Linked DNA regions of Mus musculus: regions 1 and 3 are each linked to region 2. A link is a contact called in public promoter capture Hi-C data. All regions are on one chromosome and are shown on one strand. Each heading gives the region's core, a stretch centred on a gene start, on an enhancer-like site or on the middle of the called end of the contact. The rest is flanking DNA. Distances are from core to core; before and after follow the strand shown.

Region 1 (2,820 bases), core at 253-2,752, 1.4 Mb after region 2:
TACATGCTCAGGCTGGCCTCACACACATCATGTGACCTTAAGCTTCTGATCCTCCAGCTTCTACGTCCTGAGGAATGGGATCATGGGTCCATACCACTTTGATTTATGTGGTGCAAGGGATTATACCCAGAACTTGTACCCAAAAGCAAGCACCAACTGAGCTCCATCCCAAACCACTTCAAGCTTGTCGTTAAAAACAAAACAGGTAACACTCTGTCTAGTAAATGTAATAATAAACTGTAAATCATTAAGGACCAGGGATATCATGTATTCTTAATACTTGGTATAGTGCCTTTTACAGAAGTGGGGAATAAAAAAATTACAGAATGAAAGAATAAAAATATGCAGAAACTGACATTTTAGTTACTAATAAGGGTTATCTAATATGTAATAGTGGTAATTTAATGGATTGTTCTACATTCCATTTTCAGACCAATTCTTAAGAGTAAACTGGGAGAAGAAACAGCATTTTGAACACATCCACGTACTTGAGTCACACAATTTAATTATTTACTTTATTTTGCCCTCACACATGGAGGCTAAGCAAGTGAGCTTCCACTGAGCTATACTCCTAGCCCAGTTAGTTACATTTTAAACTTTCCAGTGATAAATAAAACAGCCTGATTATTCTAGGGATACATTGTCTCTACAAATGTGCCACTTTTTGCAACTCCAACCTGTAAAACATCAGTATTTTATTTTACCAATAACAAAATGGGCTACCTGCTGAACTCACCTTCTGACCAGACTTCTTTTCCATCTACAGAAACTCCAACCACGATGCCGGGGGCACCAACCTCATCCTAAGAGAAAAGAAAGACCCTGGTGGTTCAAAAGTAGACTGACTCCGCCCACTCTGCGGTCCCGCCCACCAGGAGGGCAATGGTTCTGCTCCGATTGCCCTGGCCGTCGGAGTGCACAGGACTCTAAAGGGGAAGGGGCGGGCCCCTCCGCGACCGGTGACCTCAGCTGCTACTTGAGCAGCCCTAAGAGCGTCAGCCCGCGGCCAGGCAGTCAGAAAAACGGAAGCCGCCGCCCTGACGCCCACTGGGCCCGCACCTTGATCCGGTGTAGCAGATCGCGGCTGCTCTCGATGGCTCTGGAGAAGCCCCTGGCTGCTGGCGGCGCAGGCGTGTGCGGGCTCCCCGGGCTCAGGGCCTGCTCGTGCGATAACTCGGTAGTGCCGGACGCCTCGGGGTCCGCGGGGGACTGAATGGGGACGGCGCCCCGCAGCCCGACCACCAGCTTCGCGCCGAGAGCCAGCCCCAGCCCGAGCCCCAGGCCGCCGGCCCAACCAAGGCCCAGCACAGGCAGGCCCGGTCGCCTGTGCGCCCCGCGCCGCCCTCCGTCCCAGGCTGGGCCTGCGGTGGCCGCAGCCCGAGCTGTCACGCTTGACAGGAGCCGGTACATGTTGCCTCCGCAGAGCCGGCTGCCTCCTAGCTTGCTCCGGCTTGGCCCGCGGCGGGCGGGACGAGGGGGCGGGGCTGAGGCGGGGCTTTACAGTACCTCTCAGTCAAGGCCGGGTGGGTGAGCGACGAGCGCATCGAGCGCCTGGTCCTCGTCTCCTTTCTAGCCTTCTGGCTACTAATCCTCTTTGGTTCCACCCCTCCTTTTCTTGCTTTCTTTTCCCTCCCTCTTTTTCATATCTTTCTTCCTTCTTTTATCTTCTCCTTTTCCTCTCTCTTCTCTCCCTTTAGCTCTAACCTCCCTCTCTTGTTTTCTTTTTCTCTCGCATCCCACATTCCTCCCTCTATCCTCTTTTCTCTTTCCCTCTCTTTATTTCTGATTCTCTCCTCTTTCTCCTTCCCACTTTAGTTTCTACCTGTCCCTCAAGCCTCTCTTTTCCTTTTCTCCTCCTCATCTCTCTCCTTTTCCATGCTTCTTCTCTCTCACAACACACATGATATCCTTAGACAAGTCTCCTGTCACAGCAACACCCTCTTGCCACCTTATGCCTATGTTAACAACACTCGCCCCTTTGTTTGACTGAGATGCACAGTGGTTAAAACACTTGCCATGCAAACACAAGGACTGGAATTCAAATCCCCAGTATCCGGGTGAAAATGCCCAGTGGGCATGGCGCCTACCTGTAACGGATTGAGAAACCCAGCCTCAATCCAAAGTTAGAAGCGCAATTATAGATGGTTTCCAACATAGTCTGGGACGTTCTCAGGCAAATGCTAATATGCATGTATATACATGCACACACACAAAAGTGGGAAAAAGCAAACCTGATGTGGGTTTTTTTCATTCTTTTAGGAGAATTTTATGTCTTGACTCGCCTTCCTGCCCAGTGACAATCATTCTAGCAAACATTAATCATCGTAACTGCTCTGGAGATTGGTTGTGTTGTCTGACATCAGTTCCATGAGGAAACTGGAGTAAAGGGAGGCTAAGGGATTTGTCTAAATCTACAGAGTTGTCAGGTGATGGCCCAGAAATGTACCTTCTCAGCCTTCCTCTCTTGTCAGAGGGTTTGAAGGGTTCTACGATCAGAGGCGTGGGCGGTGAATCAGCTTCCCAGTGGTGCGATGGATGCAGCTGCAGCTAGTATTATTACATGGCCAGGGTCCACTGGGCGCTACAGCTGCCCTTCCACACCCAGTCCTGTTCTCTGAAGCAAACTCTAGCCAGGCTACTCTCAGTTCTCTTCCTGAGTAGGAAACTCTTCCACAGTTTCTCACAGCTCAAGGCTGCGTTGCTAGAGTGACCCTATCTTTCTTCAAAATACCTGCCTGAGAAAGATCAGAGTTTCCAAACGCAGTTACTGTTTGTTCCAACCACCACTGGAAAACAGAGCTCCTGTCCCCCAGTCTGTGG
Region 2 (3,232 bases), core at 115-2,614:
ACCAGAGGGAGAACAGGGCTGACTTTGCTGAGCCCAGGAAGCCCCAGGAGAACTTCCTTTAACTGGGGACCAAAGCAGATCAGGAGATGGAGTAATTCTGACCCACATCCTCTGGGAGCACGGGGAGGGGCTTTGGACAGAGAGCACAGCCATTGCAGGAGTGGAACCGAGGGCAGGCAGCCGCCATGACAGCAAGGAAAGAAACCACAGCAAAACATAGTGGCCTGACTTTGACCCCTACCTGTACCCACTCTGAGTGCAGGGACCACAGTTAGGTCTAGCGGAGGAGGGTAGGCCCTGTGTTTCATAGAAGAGGAAACCCGGGCTGAGAGGGGAAGTGACTTATCTACCACCTCACAGAAACTCGGGGTCTAGCCTAGAGGGAACAGCCAGCCTTGCAGTGACTCCAGGAAATACGCAAGTGCTCACTGACAGGAATACGGATGGCTGAGCTCACTGAAGGCTCCCCAGCTGGCCTGGGTGGCTACAGGAGGGAAGGCTTCATCTTCTTCCCCGCCCTTCAAGGGATAAGAATGTCTTCTTACTCGTGCAATAAGTGACTGCTGTATACTGAATACTTGGATAACGAGAATGTGGCCAAAATCTAGTTTGTATGCAGAGGGCAGAGGAGGCCCAAGGGACGTTGCTGATCCAGTCCTTGCTACCGGGAGACTCAGTTGACCTGACCCTTCAACTAACATCCTCTGATAGACACAGCTCAAGAGCACTGGGAACTCTGAGATATTTACACAAGGAAGACAAAAGCAATTTCTTCGTTCCTGCCATCAGGCTCCGTTACAATCTCAGATTTCTTGAAAACAGTGACCCAGGACCCTGAAGAACTTCCCTCCCCTAACACACACCTCAGAAGCAGACCTGGCTGAGGCAGGCAAAGAAAGCCAAGAAAGGGTGTAACGGGATTCAAGCACAGCAACCCTGTCTACTTTCAGCAAGTCACCCAACTCTCCAGAGCCTCAGTCTCCCCATCAATCCAATGGGAACCATGACAGGCACTGTTTCCAGTTGGTAAGAAACGCCCAAAACATAACTGAGGATGCTGTCGGCGGGATGCAGACGAGACCTCCATCCCGCCCCTACCCCATTGGTCCAGGTTCTGCTTGAAGGGAAGGACTGTGCAGAAAGACCCGTGGAAGTAGGACGGGCAGCACCCGAGCCCAGCACTCTTGTTCCGTCTGGCCCAGCCCTCGCCCTCACCTCCTCCTCCATGGCGAGTTTGCAAGGTCCGGCGGCTTCGCCGCTTACTGCTGCCCGCGTTGCGCGGGCTCCGCTTGCTCCATCTACGCGCAGCCGGGCGGCGGCTTGCTGTCTTCTGTCCCGCCGGGCGCCCGGGGCCCAAGAAACTTCGGGGGGCGGGGCTGGAGCCGGGGAGGGGCTTCCGGGGGCTGGGGGCGGGGCCAGGGAGGGATACAGCGGCCTCCAAGCCCCCGCCCGCAGCTGGGTGAGGAGCATGGCCGGGTGGGGGGTTCAGGGGCGGGGCCAGGGCGGATCCTGGGCGGGGCCTGTCTTCAGCTCCGGGAATGGACGGAAGAACCTAGGCGGAGCTGAAGTAGCAGGAAGAGGGCGGAGAGAGGTTTCCCGGACCAAAGCAGGGAGAAGGACTGGGAGGGGGTAGAGGCTAGGGAGGTGGGGGATACGGAGGGGGAGGGGGCTTCCGGCCCAGAGGCGGAGGCGAGGGATGCTGGCGGGGTGGGGCAGGGCGGGGGCGGGGCGGGGCGGGGCGGGGGCGCGGCTGACCAAGCAAGCCCGGGAGGCAGTGGGTAGCTGATGCCTTTGAGGTTGCCTAACCCAGTGGGCCTGGGTTGCGGGGGACTGGATCCAGCTGCCAGGGCAGTTCAGAAATGAGTACACAAAGAGGCTCGTCCCCTTTCTTCCCCCAATTTGAAGTAGTGGCTATGGTCTTCGGTCTGTGGAACTTCAGGGTGGGGCCGGCCATGAGCTTGGAATTTATGACCAGAATCAAGTTTGGACTCGGTTCCTTAATAGAGGGTCTCTGAAATCCCAAACTCTGTGCTCTCCTTTCCCTCGTTCAACCCCTTTCTGGTTCTCATGTTGTGAGCCGACTCCATCACCCTAACTCCCTTCGGCCCTGACCTGACCACGTTGCTAGAGAGTGAAGAAACCCTTTAAGTTCTACCATGTACTTTTATTTTTATTTTGAAGAAACAGGCTCGGAGAGTGACTGTCACAGCCAAACCTCCAGCATCCCGCGCGCGCGCGCACACACACACACACACACACACACACACACACTATCTTTCCTAGTCAGGTGTGCTGCATGCTACAGCACCCAGAATTTTGTGCTTGTGGGATAGATTAATGATGATCTGTTTTGACTCTGGGTGACCTAACCTCAGCTACATCAGTTGACCAAACTTCTCTTTCACTGCCCTCTGCTGGCCTTTGGGCTCAGGTCCTTTTCAGTTCAACGTGAAAGAGGATGGAACACACTGCCCCTCGTGCCTGGAACTGGTCCTTACACCTAAAGGGTGGAGAGGGGTTGTGAGATGACCTATTGGTTAGGAACACTTGCTGCTCTTCCAGAGGACCTGGCTTTGATTCTCAGCACCCACATCGTGGCTCACAACTGTCTGGAACTCCAGTTCCAGACGATCCGAGGTTCTCTTCTGGCTTCCTCGTGTACCAGGGATGTAAGTGGTGCACAGACATAACTGCAGAAAAAACACTCATATACATAAAATAATTTTTTTTTTTTTTGGTTTTTCCAGACAGGGTTTCTCTGTGTAGCCCTGGCTGTCCTGGAACTCACTCTGTAGACCAGGCTGGCCTCGAACTCAGAAATTCGCCTGCCTCTGCCTCCTGAGTGCTGGGATTAAAGGTGTGTGCCACCATGCCCGGCAAATTAGTTTTTTTTAAGGATATAGAAAACAGTGTGCCAGGGCCACAGTGTTGAATAACAGTTTCCTCCAAGATTGAAACATTCCATCCTGCACAGAGTTCCTTGGACAGGAAGATAAACAACTCAAAATAAAATCCCACTTGTACAACTCAGGAGGCAGAGGCAGGCAGATTTCTGTGAGTTCTATGAGACCAGGCCAGCCTGGTCTACAGAGTGAGTTCCAGAACAGCCAAAGCTACTCAGAGAAGCCCCATCTCTAAAAACCAACTAATGAAACAAACAAGCAAGCCCCATCTCTTGCTGTTTGGAGAACAGCTTATAATTAGAGTGAAACTAGCCATCTATTGCTGTGAT
Region 3 (3,009 bases), core at 66-2,565, 1.0 Mb after region 2:
TTGCAGATGAACTTGATTTCTGATGCACACGATTCACATTTTACACTACAGCCCAAGCTGCCAGTGATAATCTTAAAGCTCATAAACAAAGACCAGCGTCGGCACCAGGGCCCTACCAGGAAGTAATCAAAGCCGGGTGGCCCGTCCGACCTTAAGTCCCGGCAGACAATGAGAGGGCACCGGGGCTTCCAAGGAAGCAGAAGGAGTTAACGCTTAAGCAACTCGAAGGCATAACATAAACCTACGAAGTGTCTTACACGCACTCGGGAATTCCCAACGAAATCCCTGCCAACCCGAAAAACTGCCTCGGAACAATCTTCGAAAGGCAAAACAAAAAAAAACAAAAAAACCCAAAACACCCAACCTCGAGCCGCCCCTCCAAAGCAGCTGTTGGCTGCCTTCTCCGGAGCTTTCGGAGCCCGCAGCCTGTTTTCAAACTTCACCCTCACAGGCTGAAGAGAGACTCCGAGGTGAGCAGCCCCCAGCGCAGTCCGCTCAGGGGCTGCGGGGGAGGCAGGAGCCTGTGGGAACCCGAGGAAACGCAACCCAAAGGGGCTCGCGCGCCGGCAGTCCAGACAAAGCTGCGCCCGCAGAGCGGCGCTTTGCCTGTCCGGCCCACGGGGGACCGCGAGCCCGACCCCGCCACACGTGCGGCCGCGCGCGGAGCCGGCCCTTAGGTTCGCGGAGCCTTGGGGTGCGAGCCGCCGCGTCATCCCGCCGCTGCGCGCTCGCCTCAGGCCCCCGCGGGCCTCTCCTCAGCCGGCCCGGCCGTCGGGCCGCGCGAAACAAAGGAGCCGCCACCGCGCCCGCCGCGCCGCGCCGCGTCCCCTCGCCCCGCGCGCCGGGCCCGCTTGCTCCCCTCAGCCTCCCCCCCCCCCCAACGAGGCCGCGCGCTGCCCCGCACCCGCGGCCCTTCGACGGCAAGGCCCGGGCCAGAGCCGGGACCTCGGGTGCGCGGCCGGCCAGCCCCAGAGCCGCACTCACCGCTGCAGCACCAGGACGACGGGGAGCCGTTGGGGAACTTGGCTGAGTCCGGGGCGATGCAGACGCTGGAGCTGAGGTGCGGACACTCCATGGCCACGAGGACGGCGGCGGGGACAGCCGAGGCTCTGGGGCGGAGGGACTTCAGAGGCTCCGTCTGGGGTCGCTTCTGACCCGGCACTGGGCAGACGGCGGCTTCTGGGTCCCGAGCCTTTGCGTCAAAGAAAGCAAGGGCTTCCGGGCGCCGGGTTTTGCCATCCGCCGTCTCCCGGCGCCCCGCTCCGGAGAACGTGAAAATCCGGACTCCTGGTTCTGCCGCCGCCCAGGGACAGTAGGCTTCCGCCTTCTCCGGCGGCCCCGCCCACCCTGCTGGTTACGCCCCCAGGCCAGCCCGGGCCCCGCCCCCACACTAGTCAGTGGGCGGGGCATTGGTGCTCACCCAGTGCTAGCAGCTAGTGTAAAGTCCTACGGGGATGTGAAGTGACTTTCCGAAATCTGCCCCCGGCCGCTGCAGCCGATTCTTGGGAACCCGACAAGTGTGGGTACTCATCCGGGGCAGAGCGGTCGGGACCGCTGCTTCTACTGCAGTGAGTTGGCTACAACAGCGAGGTAGAATATGTGACCACACCGCAAAGAGTACGGAAAATGAAAACCACTCACACCGACGTGCATTGAAGCCCCATTTTACACAGGAAGAAACAGACTTTTGGGGCGTGGCCCTCGATGGCCCAGCCGGCTGCAAAGAGCCCAGAACAGTCCTGACTTTCGTGTTCTCCCGGTAGCAGGCGGGGTCCGGAACTGTTCTGAGTTCTGAACTCTGGCCTGAGTGTGTCACCGGGATACTGCACGGCTGGGCCCACCGGAACGCCTGTGTTCGGGGTCCACGCCATGCCGTTATGACTCACTGATATCTCCTGCCCATTGTGGGTATTTTCATACCTATACCTCTTGAAGTTGAACGAAATAATCCAGTTTGCTGTACAAGGTCGCGGGTGCTAGGTAATAAAAAGAGGCAGTGTAACATTTGTTAGAAGCCCACCTGGCTCCCAGCCAGGCACTTTGCATACCACACCTCATTTAATCCTCAAAACACCCTCTCAAGCTGCTGCTACGGTCCCCTTTTTAACAAAAAGTGAAACCAAGAGTATAATTTGCTTTAGGAAGATTGGACCCCCGCACCCCCCCCCCCCCCGCTTCAAATCTCTCTCTAGAAAGAAGTGAAGAAGACAGGAGGAGCGTCTAGAGGTAGAGAGCCTGCCACCTCACATTCTCTGCCTTGAGGATATCTGGGGCTCCCACAAATCTAGCCTCCAAAGTTGGGCTTTCTTTCTTTGTTTGGTTGGTGGTGTTTAACCTGGTAAAGGGGCTTCTTTCCTTCATCCCCTGACAAGCAAGTGGAGAGGGAAGAACAATGTGCCAATCCATGGGGCAGGAAAGGAAAGGTCAGGAAATGATTAACTGGCTGGGCCGGATAGTGGTTAGTTAGCACTGGGCACCTCCCTGAAGTGCACGCCTCTAGCACCCCTTAAGCCACTTCCGTACACCCCACTACTGCACCCTGTAGCCTTCTGCCTGATAGTGTCCACCCACCTAGGACATCTCTGCCCAGGGTGGTATTTCAGATTCCTCAGTCCAAGCAACTCTACCACTTCCCCAAGTTGTATATGATTGCTGTCAAAACAAGGCTTGGACGGGTTTTGATGGTGAGAAATTGTGGAAAGTTGTTCAGATCAGCTCTGGCAGGTACTTCATGGCAAACCTTAGCTAGTCCTCTCGACTCTTTTTCCTCGCCTATCCACTGGCAAAACAGTACTTATCTGTGTGAATTCCTAACCTGTAGTAATTAACAGATAAGGTTTGTTTTTCTTATTAAAAAAAAAAAAAAGGAGATGACTGCTTCCTTGGGACGAGAGAGGAGAATAAACAGTATCTGAACCCTATTCAGTCTCTTCCATCTATTTGTTTCACAAGTCTTTCTCAAGCAACCTTCTCAGAGTCCTCTGGGCACTGACCCTCATTCAGTGAACC

What was found. Promoter capture Hi-C pulls out the DNA fragments that hold promoters and counts their contacts.
Region 1: a promoter capture Hi-C map of erythroid cells shows a contact between it and region 2, with 16 times the contacts expected there. The contact joins the promoter of Lactb here to the promoter of Plekho2 in region 2. A contact is called at or near these places in 5 of 39 promoter capture datasets (3T3-L1-derived adipocytes, the HPC-7 cell line, HPC-7-derived erythroid cells and 2 more) and 1 of 115 datasets of contacts at active chromatin or transcription factors (pancreatic cancer cells).
Region 3: a contact with region 2 is called in a promoter capture Hi-C map of erythroid cells, with 38 times the contacts expected there. The contact joins the promoter of Usp3 here to the promoter of Plekho2 in region 2. A contact is called at or near these places in 5 of 39 promoter capture datasets (the C10 cell line, erythroid cells, hippocampal neurons and 2 more), 1 of 115 datasets of contacts at active chromatin or transcription factors (fibro-adipogenic progenitors) and 1 of 9 other capture datasets (pancreatic islet).

The regions. Positions count from the first base shown.
Region 1 is chr9:66,973,982-66,976,801 of GRCm38.p6, forward strand. It overlaps Lactb (lactamase, beta), which reads right to left and starts at 1,503. Exons shown (of 6, transcript NM_030717.1): 1 at 1,060-1,503; 2 at 737-803. The coding sequence starts at 1,410.
Region 2 is chr9:65,578,723-65,581,954 of GRCm38.p6, forward strand. It overlaps Plekho2 (pleckstrin homology domain containing, family O member 2), which reads right to left and starts at 1,365. Exons shown (of 6, transcript NM_153119.3): 1 at 1,216-1,365. The coding sequence starts at 1,227.
Region 3 is chr9:66,591,800-66,594,808 of GRCm38.p6, forward strand. It overlaps Usp3 (ubiquitin specific peptidase 3), which reads right to left and starts at 1,316. Exons shown (of 15, transcript NM_144937.4): 1 at 985-1,316. The coding sequence starts at 1,075.